Regions from separate parts of the Zea mays genome. Here all the other regions are linked to region 3. The links are chromatin contacts, called in public Hi-C maps. All regions are on one chromosome and are shown on one strand. Each heading gives the region's core, a stretch centred on a gene start, on an enhancer-like site or on the middle of the called end of the contact. The rest is flanking DNA. Distances are from core to core; before and after follow the strand shown. Region 1 has its middle 48 kb from the start of LOC100282473. Region 2 holds the start of LOC103634225. Region 3 holds the start of LOC103632998 (plasma membrane ATPase 2). Region 4 holds the start of LOC100282473 (MTD1).

Region 1 (3,324 bases), core at 461-2,960, 310 kb before region 3:
CTTTCACGAAATGGGCAAGGGCAGTAGGGGAGTTGTTGGTATAGGGAGGTTCTCGGGTTGATTTTGCTGCGATGACTTTTGAGACGGGGGATTCCTATATTGTGCTCCTAATAACTGTAGTGGGTTTTCTGAAGCTAGTGGAACTTTGTAAAGGTCTTGTAGTGTTAGCCTGCCTCGCTTCCTTGGTAGAGGTGTATGGGGCCCATACAACCCCGTGGCAGATGGATAACATGACTTGTGGGTAAAGATGCTCAACCTCTACAGAGTGTAAAACTGGTATATCAGATGTGCTCACAGTCATGAGCGGCTTGGACCCTCACATGAGTAACTTATGAAATTTAAATTTAATTGGTCATTTGCATCGCATTATGGTTAATTTATTAATTCTGATCTCTCATTATCCGGGTTGGTATTTATTTATACTTAGTAATTGCTAATAAAATTTGACCAACTTATTAAAAGGAATGCTCAGCTTTAACCATTATTTGTTGATCAGATTTACACTTCACATGAGCTCCCACCTTTGGTGAGTTCATCCACATTATTTCCCATAACTTGTTGAGCTATGATCTTTTGTAAGCTCATCCTTGCGATATATAACCCCCCTCCAGAGGAGAAGAACAGGTAGCCCAGGAGGAGGACTACTACGAGGAGTACGAGGAAGTCTAGGTGGCGTCTCTCAGTCAGCTTGATGGCGCCAAGGAATAATTATTAGTTCGCTTATTTGTTATCATTTATTTTGTAAGACTCTTCCGCTATGTAATAATGATTGTGGCATTTATCTCTATACACTTGGTCATTATATGTGTTCTTCTTCTTTGGCGCACATGTGAGAAGCACCCGACTTTATCCCTTAAATCAGGTGTGACACTACCCCATTGAACACACCACTTGTGCGTTGTCTAGCAACGGCTAAATCTATGGCAAGCCGATGTTCCCATTGTGCATCCTCAGATATGTGGCAAGCCCGCTGGTTTGGCTACCTGCGCTCCTAATCAAGATTACTGCACAAGCAGCAGCAGGGTGAGCAGGGTCAGCATGCCTCCTAATCAAGATTACTGCACAAGCAGTAACATGGTGAGCAGATTGAGCGGTCGACGAGCGTACATGGAGGTGATGTGGAATCTTCCCTTGGCTAGCGTGGAGCTATGACTGACACCTGTGGTCCGCCTGTGTGGAGTTGTGCCTGCCGTAGCGGCACACTCTATGCGAGGAAGGGGAAGGGGCGAGCCACGGTGGGTGCGCGAGTGCGAGGGAGAGAAGGAGGCGATGGACGACAGTGGGTTCGTGAGGGAGAGAAGATGGCGGCGGGTTTGAGAGAGAGCAGACGACGGCTTCGACGGGGAGAACCCTCCCCACCTTGAGAGCCGGAGATAGAAACATTGTGTTCCCTCGCGGATCGGGTCGCGAGAGCGTGGTCACCAAATAGTGAAAACAAATCACGGGGGCGATTCAGCCCGTGGTTCATGTTGCAAGGGATTGGGCCGGGATCCCCTGGGATCCTGGGCTGCCAAAGAAGAACTAAGAGAAAATAAACTAATTTTTTTAGAAAAATGAAAATCTCTTTTTTTTAAAAAAAATGAGGTTTACAAAATAGTCCTTGGTGAATAGTTTCAACGGAGCGAAAGAAGCGAACGGACCCGGTGGGAACATCCTGACCGGTTGACCCGACGAGTTGGAGTCATCAGCATCACGTCAAGTCTGCAGGGCTCGCTCGCTCCTTCAACGAAGGAGAGGACATGGCAGGGCAGCACGAAACCTTTTTGATGAGTTTTGGATGGAATCTGAGTTCACAACTTCACATTTGTGAGCATTTATGATGACGGGAAGAAAAGATGAGCCCTGGACGAGCGGGCGGAACGGACGATGGTCAATGGCACAAGTGCGTGCGTGTGCTTCCTTGTCCAGTTGTCCTGTACAGCTATGCTAGTCCTAGCTGAAAGATCCATTTAAGTGAAGTGATCAGCGATACGGAAGCACTGATTTTTATATCTATATTCAAATAAATTATAATAAATTTAGAAAAAACATATATAAAACAAATACATTAATTATTGTATTAATCCAATAAAAAGGTGAAACAGAATTTTTAGGGACGGAGAGAGTATGTAGGATATGTCTCACTACCAAGTGAAGTGCAACCACCTAGAGTCCTACACTACTCAAGGAATGCATATCATATCTGTCGGCGTTTCGAGACAGGGGGTCCCTAAGCCGACGAGTGAGTGTGCTGCGTGCCCCAGCCCAGATGGGTCGAGCGCGTGGGCGAGCGCGAAGGGGGGAGAGGCGAGGTGGCCGGAGTCGAGCGTGAGAGAGGTGGAAGTCCCGCGGCCTTCGTGTTCGTCCCGCGCCCAGGTCAGGTGCGCTTGCAGTAGGGGGGTTACAAGCGTCCACGCGGGTGAGGGAAGCGAGCGGCCCCAAGAGAGCGTCTGTCCCGTCCTCGGTCCCGCGCGACCAACCTTCTCTAAGAAGGCCCTGGTCCTCCCTTTTATAGTCGTAAGGAGAGGATCCAGGTGTACAATGGGGGGTGTAGCAGAGTGCTACGTGTCTAGCGGAGAGAGAGCTAGTGCCCTAGGTACATGCCAATGTGGCAGCCGGAGAGATCTTGGCACCTTGCTGGCGTGATGTCGTGGCTGTCGGAGGTGCGACGGAGCCTGGCGGAGGGATAGCTGTTGGAGCGGTCAAGTCCCTGCTGACGTCGTCCTGCTTCCGTAAGAGAGCTGGGGGCCGCCGTCGTCACAGAGCTGGTGGAGCGCCATCATTGCCCATCCGGCGGAGCTGGCCGGATGGGATGCCGGTCTTGTTCTCCGTGACCCGAGTCGATTCGGGGTAGGATGATGATGGCGCCCCCTGTTGACGTGGCGGGTCTGTGCCCTAGGCAGGGTGACGTGGGGGCTCCTCCGAAGCCGAGGTTGAGTCTGTCTTCTGTTGCCGAGGCCGAGCCCGAGCCATGGGGTCGGGCGAGGCGGAAGTCGTTCGGCCGAGGCCAGGGCGGAGTCCGAGCCCTGGGGTCGGGCGAGGCGGAAGTCGTTCGGCCGAGGCCAGGGCGGAGTCCGAGCCCTGGGGTCGGGCGAGGCGGAGTTCGTTCGGCCGAGGCCAGGGCGGAGTGGAGTTCGCCGTCTTCCGGGTCTTAGCCCGAGTCCGAGCCCTGGGGTCGGGCGGAGCGGAGTTCGCCATCTTCCGGGTCTTAGCCCGAGTCCGAGCCCTGGGGTCGGGCGGAGCGGAGTTCGCCGTCTTCCGGGTCTTAGCCCGAGTCCGAGCCCTGGGGTCGGGCGGAGCGGAGTTCGCCGTCTTCCGGGTCTTAGCCCGAGTCCGAGCCCTGGG
Region 2 (3,348 bases), core at 514-3,013, 370 kb before region 3:
GGAGTTGACGAACAAAGCGATTTAGAGGAACCAAGACGAAAGGTTTAGAGGAACCAAGACGTGAGATGGGAGAAAGAGGAACAGAACGAGAATGGAGAGCGTCGAACGAAGTGAATGAGAGTCGTCCCAGGAAGGCATACGTCAGCTAGAAAAATCTAGATGTGGATAGCAGTGGAGCAATACAAGACGTCGATGACTGATCGTACGTGTGTAGTAATTCTGCAGACGTGGATAGCCTCTGAGGCAGCGTTTCCGTCCTGCTTTAAAGATAAGGAAATATTATTTTGGTTTCATGTTATCAGAATACCGATACGGTTTATCGTTTTCAAAAATACCAGATACCGATCGTTTCCGAGTGGAAAATATGAAAGCGAAAGTACTATATTTTTTTCCTATACTTTCTCCAACCTTAACTGCTGCTCCTCTCTGGGACGACGGCATAAATATGAGTTCAGATTTTTTTTTAAAAAAAATCACACGGTGCTACATGCTGCTGATCTGTACCTTGGCATTTGGCGACAAACAAGACATGATTAGCCATACAACTTGTTCTATATAAAATTCATGTGTACTACGCATATTGAAGAGTATAGGTGATTTTCAAGGTCGCAGTTGTCCGATTTAAATTGTAACACCCAAAAAAAAATCCAATGTGGGGATTTATAAATGATTCTTCAAAAGGTCAAGAGTTAAAAAAAATGTTTCTTAACATCGGATCCCAAGCTTTTAAAAGTTATTATAACCTAAGATAAATAGTTGGCCATGCTAAAATGTCAAGCATCGAATCTAAAACCTTTTTGAACTAGAAACCTAGAAACAAATAAACAATAAAATGATGATAATGGGGAAGTGTTCCTCTCATGAACTAAATAATTAATACTTAAAGATGTTTGACTAAAGAACTCTTGATAAAATATTATCTAACATCTTCCTCTAAAACTAAATAAGTATTAAACCTTTAAACGTTGAATAAACACTTAAACTAATTATACATTCAAATTAATGACTTCTTTGAAATAAATAAAATAAAACGCTTATCATGCGGGGACTATTTTGTTTGTTACATCTAAATTAGAGTTTGAAATTCAAAACCAAACTTGAATATAAATTTGAATTTAAACCTAAAGTTGGGAAGAACAAAAAAAAGAGAAATAGAAATGGAAAAGAAAATATAAAAAAACAAAAGAGAAAGGGGAACACACTAACTGGGCCACCAACCCCAAAATCGGCCCATCTCCTATTAATCCTGGCCGCCAGCCCACTCCGCACTCAGCTATCCTCACTGGTGCGCGGGACCCACATGTCGCCCCCCCCCTCAATCCTGATTCTGTGCGTGTGCCGCTGCTGGTCAGCCTATGGCGGGTGGGGCCATCATGCCAGAGTCTTCTTCTCCGAAGAAAGCGCGTGTGCGGCAACGACTCCGCCTGTAGCTTCCGCGATTCTTGGAGTTCGTTCGCCAGATCCCCCTTTCATCGGATGCTCGCCCCGCGCGCATATAAGCCGACCGCCACCAGGGGACCCTCGTCACCGGGAAAGAGAGAACCACGAGGGAGAGGGGTTCGACGGATTGGGGGAATTCGTGGCAGCGGAGTCTCTGCTGACGCTAGAAGCTTCGCTGGTGTGCGCTGCCTGCGGAGATGGTGCCGGATCTCGGGTAATTGCGGCTGGAATCCTTCGCCGACGCACCGCTACTGCTCACCACCGTGGCCGCGAACCTCCGCGCCGCACCTGAATCCCAGCAACCTCAGCGTGGGGTTCGCCATTACCACGATCTTGTGGTCAGTTGGGGAGCTCAGCCTGCTTTCAAGTACTCGGTAGCAACCTCTCCGTGCTGGACTGGCGGCTTGGTGCGCGGGGAGTCTTCATCGCCGAGGGACCGTCGTCGCGACTTCACCGCTCGTGTGGCCGGAGGCGTTTCCTCCCCTGACTCGCGGTAATTAGCCTCTTTCCGTGTTCACTGGATCCGTAGGATTGTTTTGCACCGTGTCTTGGGGGCAATCGTGCGCTGGGGATCGGGAACTCGTGATTCCGGCGATGGTCCGCCGCGAACCCGAGCGGCGCCGCCGCGTTTGTACGCGGATGAGTAGAGCCTGCACCCAGCCGTTGGATGTGGTTTGGTCGGCGTAGATCAGATCTAGCGTATCGGTTCGGTGGGGATTGCCAGCGCTGTTCGATTCTGATCCGACGGCCGTAATCGCATACCAGTTCATTAAGCGCCAGATCTAATATCAACCACAGAACTCCGATCCTACGGCTCACATCGTCTGATACCCCTTCGCCTTGGCATTTTTGCTAAAGAGCCCTCTGGATTTAGGATACTAACCCGCGGTCCAGTCAAGGATTCTCTGTGTCTTGGGAATCTTTCCCCGAGACCCCTGGGTTCTCTGTAAATAGTGCACGCAGCCAGGCAGGGAAGAAAAAACCTATAAAATCATTTAGAAATCGATTTTTAGTGTAAAAATAAATGCCAGAACTTGTTTAATGTATAGAAAATGCATACTTAGTCCAAATCGACCCATTTCAGTCTCTATAATTTTGTAATAATGTTGTTTATCATCTAGTATCTCTGTTTTGACATGAAAGTCACATTAAAATTTATATCCTATATGATCTTGTACAAAACACATAAAACTTTAGGAAATTCATAATTTCTCCGTTTTAACTCGGATTTGATTCATTCAAGTTGCGTTAGTCTCGTATAAATATTTACTATGCAATAACAACATTGATTATACCATGTCTCATACTTTTATAATTAGATATTTATTTACCCTATGAATTTGGGTTAATCTATTGGATTAAACTCTGATCTTATGGTTATAATCTTACTAAATAATCTTTAATCAAATAATTACTTAGAATGAAGTGAGATAAGTAGAATAACCTCTCATAAGATTTATACTAACCAATTTATAATATACTTTAATATTTTAATACCATAGATCTTCTATAAAATCATAACTCCTTAATCGTAACTTCGATCTGAGTAGTTCTCGATCCCGCGATCTCGTAGCTTCGCGTAGATCATTATTATTTAGTTTGTACTTATGTTTGGTGTGATGTTAATTTTATCTATACCATGTTTGTTTGTATTGCTACGACTAGCGTGAGGTCTCGATGATCTGAAGAATCACCCTGGTAACTGGAATCTCAAGTGCCAGGCAAGTTGTGCCCTTGATCACTTTCATTTACCCAATAATGTTCTTTATTATCACTTAACAATGCATAGGTTTAATTTTGATGGGACCCAACAGGTCACCCTAGTTTGTTTATCCTTTTACCTTGTTTACCCCTGAATCATTGGGTAGTTATGCTATTGCTCTATATGGTTTTGGGATTAATATTTCA
Region 3 (2,976 bases), core at 349-2,848:
ATTGAGTGTTGACGAGTTTGGCCGGTCGCAATGACGACGAGTCTCGTCGATCTCCAGCCATGGACGAAGACGTTGCGGTAGCGCCTGAGCACGAGGAGCGCGCGCGCCCGGAGCTCCAGCGCCGCCTTGGCCCATGACGACATCTCTAGGGCGGCTGTGACCAGGCCGAGCGCCGCCGCCGCCGCGTCGTCGGTGTCCTGCGCGGCCACAGCGAGAGCCGCCCGCGCCTCGCCGAGGGATCCCGACATACGGGGCACGAGGCAGATGCAGTGCTGGAACTCCAGGGAGGTGGACGCCACGCAAAGTACGCCATGAAGCCAGGGGCCACGACATGGTTCTCAGCCGGGAGCGACGACAATGGCGAATGGCGGTGCTGCGAGGATCTGAGACGGACGAAGAGGACTGAAGAGTAGAAGAGTCACACAACATAAAGATTAAGCATACCACAGACTTAAAAACGGCCTAAACCAAAACCTTACCAAACTGGCGAGTGGATTGTTACGAGAATGATAATTGGGCGAGGTCTCACTGCGGGGTACCAAGGTAGCGAAGCCGCATCACGAGAGTATTACAATCACAAATAACTCCATACACGCCCTCCTGCCCTCCCAGCGAGGTCCCTCCGTCCCTGTCGCCTTCGATTCCAATCGACTGTGCCTGACTCCAGTCTTGCCCTGCGCCAGCATGGCCTCACCCATGGTCGATTGCCTCCCCGATCCGGGCGAGCCCCGCCGACATCCCCACCATCGCGCCCTCGCTGACCTTCCCGCCACAGCGCCTCGTGTCATCGCTACCCGTCGTCAACACGTCCAGGTCGTCCTCCCCGCTTGACTATGCCCGCCCTCAGTCTCGCCTGCGTCCACCAACATGGCCTCACCCACGGTCGCCTCCCCGATCCGGGCGAGCCCCGTCGACAACCCCACCGTCGCGCCCTCACTGGCCTCCTGCCGCTGCGCCTTATGTTAGTGTCGCCCGTCGTCGACACGTCCGGGTCGTGCTCCTCGGCCTTCACCCACTCTGGGGATCAGCTCTCCACCCCCGACGCCTTGGTGGCCGGTGGGTGCCGCGCACAGTGCGCTTGCGTACGAATTTGACCATCGCTGGAATCGCATCACACCTCCTTTTTTCCTCTTCTGCCCTGGCGCATGTTTGATGTGGCATGATGTTTGGTCAGCGCTAGATGCTCGACATCCCCATCCGCGCGCTCGAGGCAGAGGCCAGGGACACCAAGATGAGCCCGACCGCGACCGCCTAGCCATCAGCTCCAAAGAAGAAGCCAGGGGACCGATGGACGTCAGTGTTCCGTCGTGGTGGCCCGCTAGATCCATATTCAGCAAGAAAGGTTTGTGATTCGTTTGGCCTTAGGATGACAAACAGTTTTTATTTTTCCAGAATCCCAGTGCATGGAATCCTCTCATTTATTTCGTCAGAACACTGTGGATTTATCCCTTTGCTACTTGCACTCGGTCTTCTTCATTTTCATTCTTCTAGAGCTGGCGGATGCTGTAACTCTGCAGCTTCCTGACTATCACAAAGTAATAGCTAAACCTGTAGCTTTCAATCTCATGTGTGCTTTTGGTTTGTTAGTGTATACGCATACTACTCTATATGAAACTATTTGTGGGCGTCCACATGTGCTTCACCGTGACCCGCCGTAGTGCCCCTGAGACCATCGACCGTGGCCCGTCACCTTCCTCCCTCCCCCCACCCCCCCACACCACCACCACACACACACACTCGCACCCGCCGCAGATATCTCGCCATGCCGGCCCAGGGCCGCAGCCCGTCACCTTCCTCCCCCCGCACCCGCCGTGACAGCCGCCTCCCCACGCCCGCTTACCCGACTGGCCGCACAAGATGCCCACAGTGGCCCCCATCGCGCCCACCCGCTCCCCCCATCCACCGCGACCTCAGCCGCCACGCCGACGCCATCCCCGTCCTCTAGCGCGTTGTCGCCGTCGTCACACCGCCAAAGGTGCCTGCCCCCTGCTACCGAGGTCGACGACCAGCAGCGGCAAGCTGCCGAGCTCGACGACACGCACGCCATGCTTGGCCATATGGACGAGTCCATCGCCTGCTACGAGAAGGGGCTCCAGATCCAGATGTCCGCGCTCGATGAGCGCAATCCCTGCCTCCCTGAGACCTGCAGGTAGGTGACAATGTCATCAAGGGCCCCTCCCCCTTTGTCGCTTCTCGATCTAGATCTCGCCTCTCCCTAAAGCACGGGTTGCACCTCCCCCCGTCACCCACTCCTTCCTTGGCTTCTCCCGGGAAACGACCTTCAGTCTTTACAGGTATGAGGTCTTATTGTGTGCCATCATTTTCTTTTGCTATTCATTCCCGAATCCCCACTGTGCCCTCCAGTGATGATGGGGTATGAGCTCTGAATAACAAACAAGGTAAATGTTTACTCTTTTGAGTAGCTGAATTTTGCTATGATGTAGTAAATTATACTAGTAAATTATACTTGTACTGAATATGAATATAAGAAAAAAATACTGCACTAATTATTTTTCTACGCTCTATATTGTAAAATAATAGGAATATAATAAAAAGCTGACATAAAAGCTAATTTACAACATCCCTTTATTTTACTATGTTTTATGATAAATACCTTGATTTTCCTTGTAAGTTGTATCTTTTAGTGATTTTCAAAGAAACTCCTATTTGCTTGGTGCTTTTTCTGTAAGCATATGTTGATTAAATCTTTGTGTATTCTTTCTGTACACTAATTTAACTTATCATTATTCTGTCATCCAGTATGTTGTCTTATTTGAATGGTTCATTTCCTTCTTTAGGTGATTGACAAGGTTTAGGAGGAAACTTCCAAAAGCCGGTCAAGTATGGAGTGCTTAACATCACTTTGGCAACTTATATTTTTTTACATGTTTGCTTTGTTTGTTAACAACATAATTTATGGGCTGACAATGTGATCATGTATTCTTTCTGGTAGTCTTCGTGTCACTGCTTGCAGTT
Region 4 (3,384 bases), core at 126-2,625, 260 kb before region 3:
ATTTTGTTGTGCCGTTGCAAGGCACGGACACATACCTAGTGAATAATTAAATAGGGACGTGGAAAATAGGCATTTACGGCCGGATCCGACACAGCCGGAGCTAGCCGGTTCCGTTTTTGTTATACATACATCATCACCAGGGATATGCTTCGGAGCCGGGACAGGACCGTTCCTATTTTATTAGTGGGAACCTACCGACAGTCATGACTCATAAGTCGTATCGGCGAGTACAAGGATTATCCCTAACCTTATCGCTCAAACAAAAATCCAAGGATTATCTCCACTCGCCTGCCTGCACTGCTGGTTGATCGGCTGCGGATTAATCAATCGCTCATGGATGGACTGGTCGACAGACAACACGCCCTTGAGCGGCTAGTCAGGAAAAAAGGCATCGTAGCAGCAGCTAGCCAGGAGAAGATTGCAGGAACGCAACGGCCACATGATCCGTGTCTCGCTCTCGGCAGCGAAGCAGCCAAATGTCTTGTCCATATCAATCCCCCCGTCCGAGGCCGCATATTCGCGCGAAAGCTTCTGCTAATCTACTGCTAGTCCACGTCGCTGGCAGCCAGCAGCCGCCCGGTTTGCTCTCCGGACGGACACCACCGAGACCGAGCCCAAGGCTTCCGGCGTCACGCTCTGCTCCGGCCTCTGGGTCGCTCGCTGCTCCGGACCCGGGTCCCGGCAACCTCGTCCACGTCGCTCTCCCGACACCGGCAGCTGGCCTCTGCCCGCCTGCCTCCACAGGTGATGGTGATCTGACAGGTCCACCACCGCACCCCAACGCGCGGCGCGCGCAGGGGGGAGGAACGTGTCAAAACACGTCAGCTCGCCTGCCTCGTCTATCCAAATCCAGACCCCGGGGCGGGGCCCGGAGGTCAGTCGGCCAGAACCGCCCGGCCGGCTCCAACAGTAACGGATAGGGATGGCCCCTGCTGCTTCCTAATCCTTCGTCGGTCCGTCTGCTGGCCTTCCCGAGCCCACAGGAACACGGGGGCGGAAAACCGCGGGTGGACGCGGTCCACTAGCCACGCACGCGAGGGAGGCTCATCCGGGACTCGGATCCTCTGCGTCGCCCAAAACAGCGCTCCGGATGTCTGGGATCATACGCTTAGCGCTTTAGCTATCTCCAGCTGCTCCGTCTCTCATTTCAAACTTTACCGTAAATGGTTCGTTCTACAGTATTTCCCCCCGTAAGAGGTGTATACGGTGCCAGATCACTAACCCTGTTGGCGTGCATTGACATACAATCAATTGCAGAACAGCACACCGCACGTATTTTGTGCTTTGGCCGCAGAGGATCCTGGGGCTTTGCGCCCTGCTTCAGCCTACAAAGACCCCGCGCACCCAGGCTGCGTCCTGGTCCTTGCTCTTATCCTATCCTGCTTTTCTTCGCTTCTCTCTTCCCCGCTCTCTCATTCTTCTCATACAAGTCTGTTGTTGGAGGGACACACGTATCCAGCCCACCAAAGATTTACTCAATTTATCCCAGACGAGACACACACTCGCAACGACCGGACCGTCGAATCTCGCGACTCCGGCGACATGTCGACGGCGGTGGCAGAGGTGCGGCCGCCCTACGGGTTCCCCGGATCCGGGAAGGGGAGCGGCGGCGGGTATGGGAAGGAGGCGCACTTGGCCGCGGCCGGGAAGAGGAGGAGCGACGGCTTCTTCATAGAGGAGGAGGAGGTTGAAGAAGACGTGCTGACTGACAACTCGTCGATCGGGGCGCCGTCTCCCTCGGGATCGTCGATCGGTGAGAACTCGTCGTCGGAGGCCGGCGGGGACGACGGGGAGGAGGAGGTCGAGAGCAAGCTCAAGGAGGGTGATGTGCTCGGCTGCTTGGACGCGCTCGAGGACTCCTTGCCGATCAAGTGAGTTCATAAAGCTTTTGGTTTTTTCTGCGCCTTAGATCGCGCATGCTATTTCGCTTGATTCTGCGAAGTGGGATCTTTTTAATTGAAAAGGAGATAATTTTTTGGGACGTACCAACATTGCTAAAGCACTCCATGGATTTCCGCCTCTTCATTTATAACAGCGAGCGAAGAGAGAGAAAAAAGACAGTAGCTTTCCCCAAAATCGGCTCAAATTGCGCATGGTATTAACTCAGACTTATAATTTGGTTGATCAGGAAGGGCCTCTCGAGCTTCTACTCCGGCAAGTCTAAGTCGTTCACCAGCCTCGCCGAGGCCACAGCGGCGGCGGCGGCGGTCAAGGAGGTGCTGGCCAAGCCGGAGAAGCCCTTCAACAAGCGCCGCCGCATCCTGGCCAACTGGTCCAGGAGAGCCTCCTGCAGCTCGCTGGCCACGGCCACCTACCTGCCTCAGCTCTTGGGCCCCGACCACGCCGTGGCCGAAGGGGACGAGGGCGAGGAGGACGACTCCGACGACGACGTGGAGTACAGCCAGGTGCCGCACCACGGCAAGAACGTCAGGGACGCGCCGACATCGCCACTGCCGCTCCCTAGACTCGGCGGTGTTGGCAGCATGCAGAGGAGGAACGGCCTTGGGAGCTTCAGATCTCCTAGGTCCTTCTCGCTGTCTGATCTCCGTAATAGCAGTGCTGATGGTAGTGATTAGCGGCCACAGATTTGCTTGCAGCTCTGGCCTCTCCTGGCCAGTAAGTAGAGATGTAGTAGCCACTTGCTATATGGTTCCGGTGTATAAGATCCAAATTTGTTGTGTTCAACCTCCTCCTAGCTTTCTTTAACCTCAGATTCCGAAGAAGTGCATCGACTGACCTAACAACTCTGGAGGTATCATTAACAAATGGTGATCATGGTAGTCAGCTGCCTTTGATTAACTCGTGATGTGGCGGTGTTGACCGGGATATGATCCCGGTCCCTAGGGCCCGTCAGTCACAAAACTCCACTTCCAAGTAAGACTTAGCTACGACTCTACTTTGTAGCTCTTAGCTTTACATCCACCTCGATAAATAGACTTAAGGAGTCTCTCCTCTCTCTCTCTCTCGCCCACTTGTGTTGGCGTTGATCTGGACAGCGCCAATCACTAGATGATCTCACTAGATGATCTGGACAGCGCCAATCACTAGATGGTGTACCACCTGGTGGTGTCCTCTGCGGCGGCTCGGTCGGTCCGCGGCTCTGGGTCGGACGGTCCACAATTTGGGTGCAGGAGCGGTGCCTTCCCTGTCTCACATCGGGCGGTCCGTAGCTTTGGGTCGGACGGTCCGCGACCTGGCGACAAGGTCGTCTTCCTCCTCCTTGCTGGAGTCTCGTTCCCTGGGGAGAGATTCTAGGGTGTTCTTGGGGAGAGATTCTAGGGTGTTCTGGGTTGACAGGTCACCCGGGGCGTTTCTAGACGACGTGGAGTCGTCTAGAAATTAAGAGATCAATTCGAGGAAGAGGTCTTGAGTGGACAACTAGAT

Evidence for each region. A called contact is a pair of places that touch in the nucleus more often than the background predicts.
Region 1: a contact with region 3 is called in a Hi-C map of leaf, with 6 times the contacts expected there. The contact joins the enhancer-like site here to the promoter of LOC103632998 in region 3. A contact is called at or near these places in 2 of 25 Hi-C or Micro-C datasets (ear and leaf).
Region 2: a Hi-C map of leaf shows a contact between it and region 3, with 2.5 times the contacts expected there. The contact joins the promoter of LOC103634225 here to the promoter of LOC103632998 in region 3. A contact is called at or near these places in 6 of 25 Hi-C or Micro-C datasets (ear, leaf and tassel).
Region 4: a Hi-C map of leaf shows a contact between it and region 3, with 6 times the contacts expected there. The contact joins the promoter of LOC100282473 here to the promoter of LOC103632998 in region 3. A contact is called at or near these places in 4 of 25 Hi-C or Micro-C datasets (ear, leaf and tassel) and 1 of 3 datasets of contacts at active chromatin or transcription factors (leaf).

What each region holds. Positions count from the first base shown.
Region 1 is chr7:141,496,102-141,499,425 of Zm-B73-REFERENCE-NAM-5.0, reverse strand. No RefSeq gene overlaps it. Among protein-coding and RNA genes, the nearest start is that of LOC100282473, 48 kb to the right of the region's middle. Within about 2 kb of position 1,710, at least 18 of the 20 cell types and tissues checked have an H3K27ac peak or open chromatin away from gene starts, as enhancers often do. A contact at or near this core is called in ear and leaf, where this site is marked.
Region 2 is chr7:141,556,842-141,560,189 of Zm-B73-REFERENCE-NAM-5.0, reverse strand. LOC103634225 reads right to left here and starts at 1,763. Exons shown (of 6, transcript XM_035961245.1): 1 at 1,700-1,763. The coding sequence starts at 1,763.
Region 3 is chr7:141,186,045-141,189,020 of Zm-B73-REFERENCE-NAM-5.0, reverse strand. It overlaps LOC103632998 (plasma membrane ATPase 2), which reads left to right and starts at 1,598. Exons shown (of 24, transcript XR_004851531.1): 1 at 1,598-2,976.
Region 4 is chr7:141,447,769-141,451,152 of Zm-B73-REFERENCE-NAM-5.0, reverse strand. It overlaps LOC100282473 (MTD1), which reads left to right and starts at 1,375. Exons shown (of 2, transcript NM_001155382.2): 1 at 1,375-1,871; 2 at 2,129-2,784. The coding sequence starts at 1,543. The coding sequence ends at 2,576.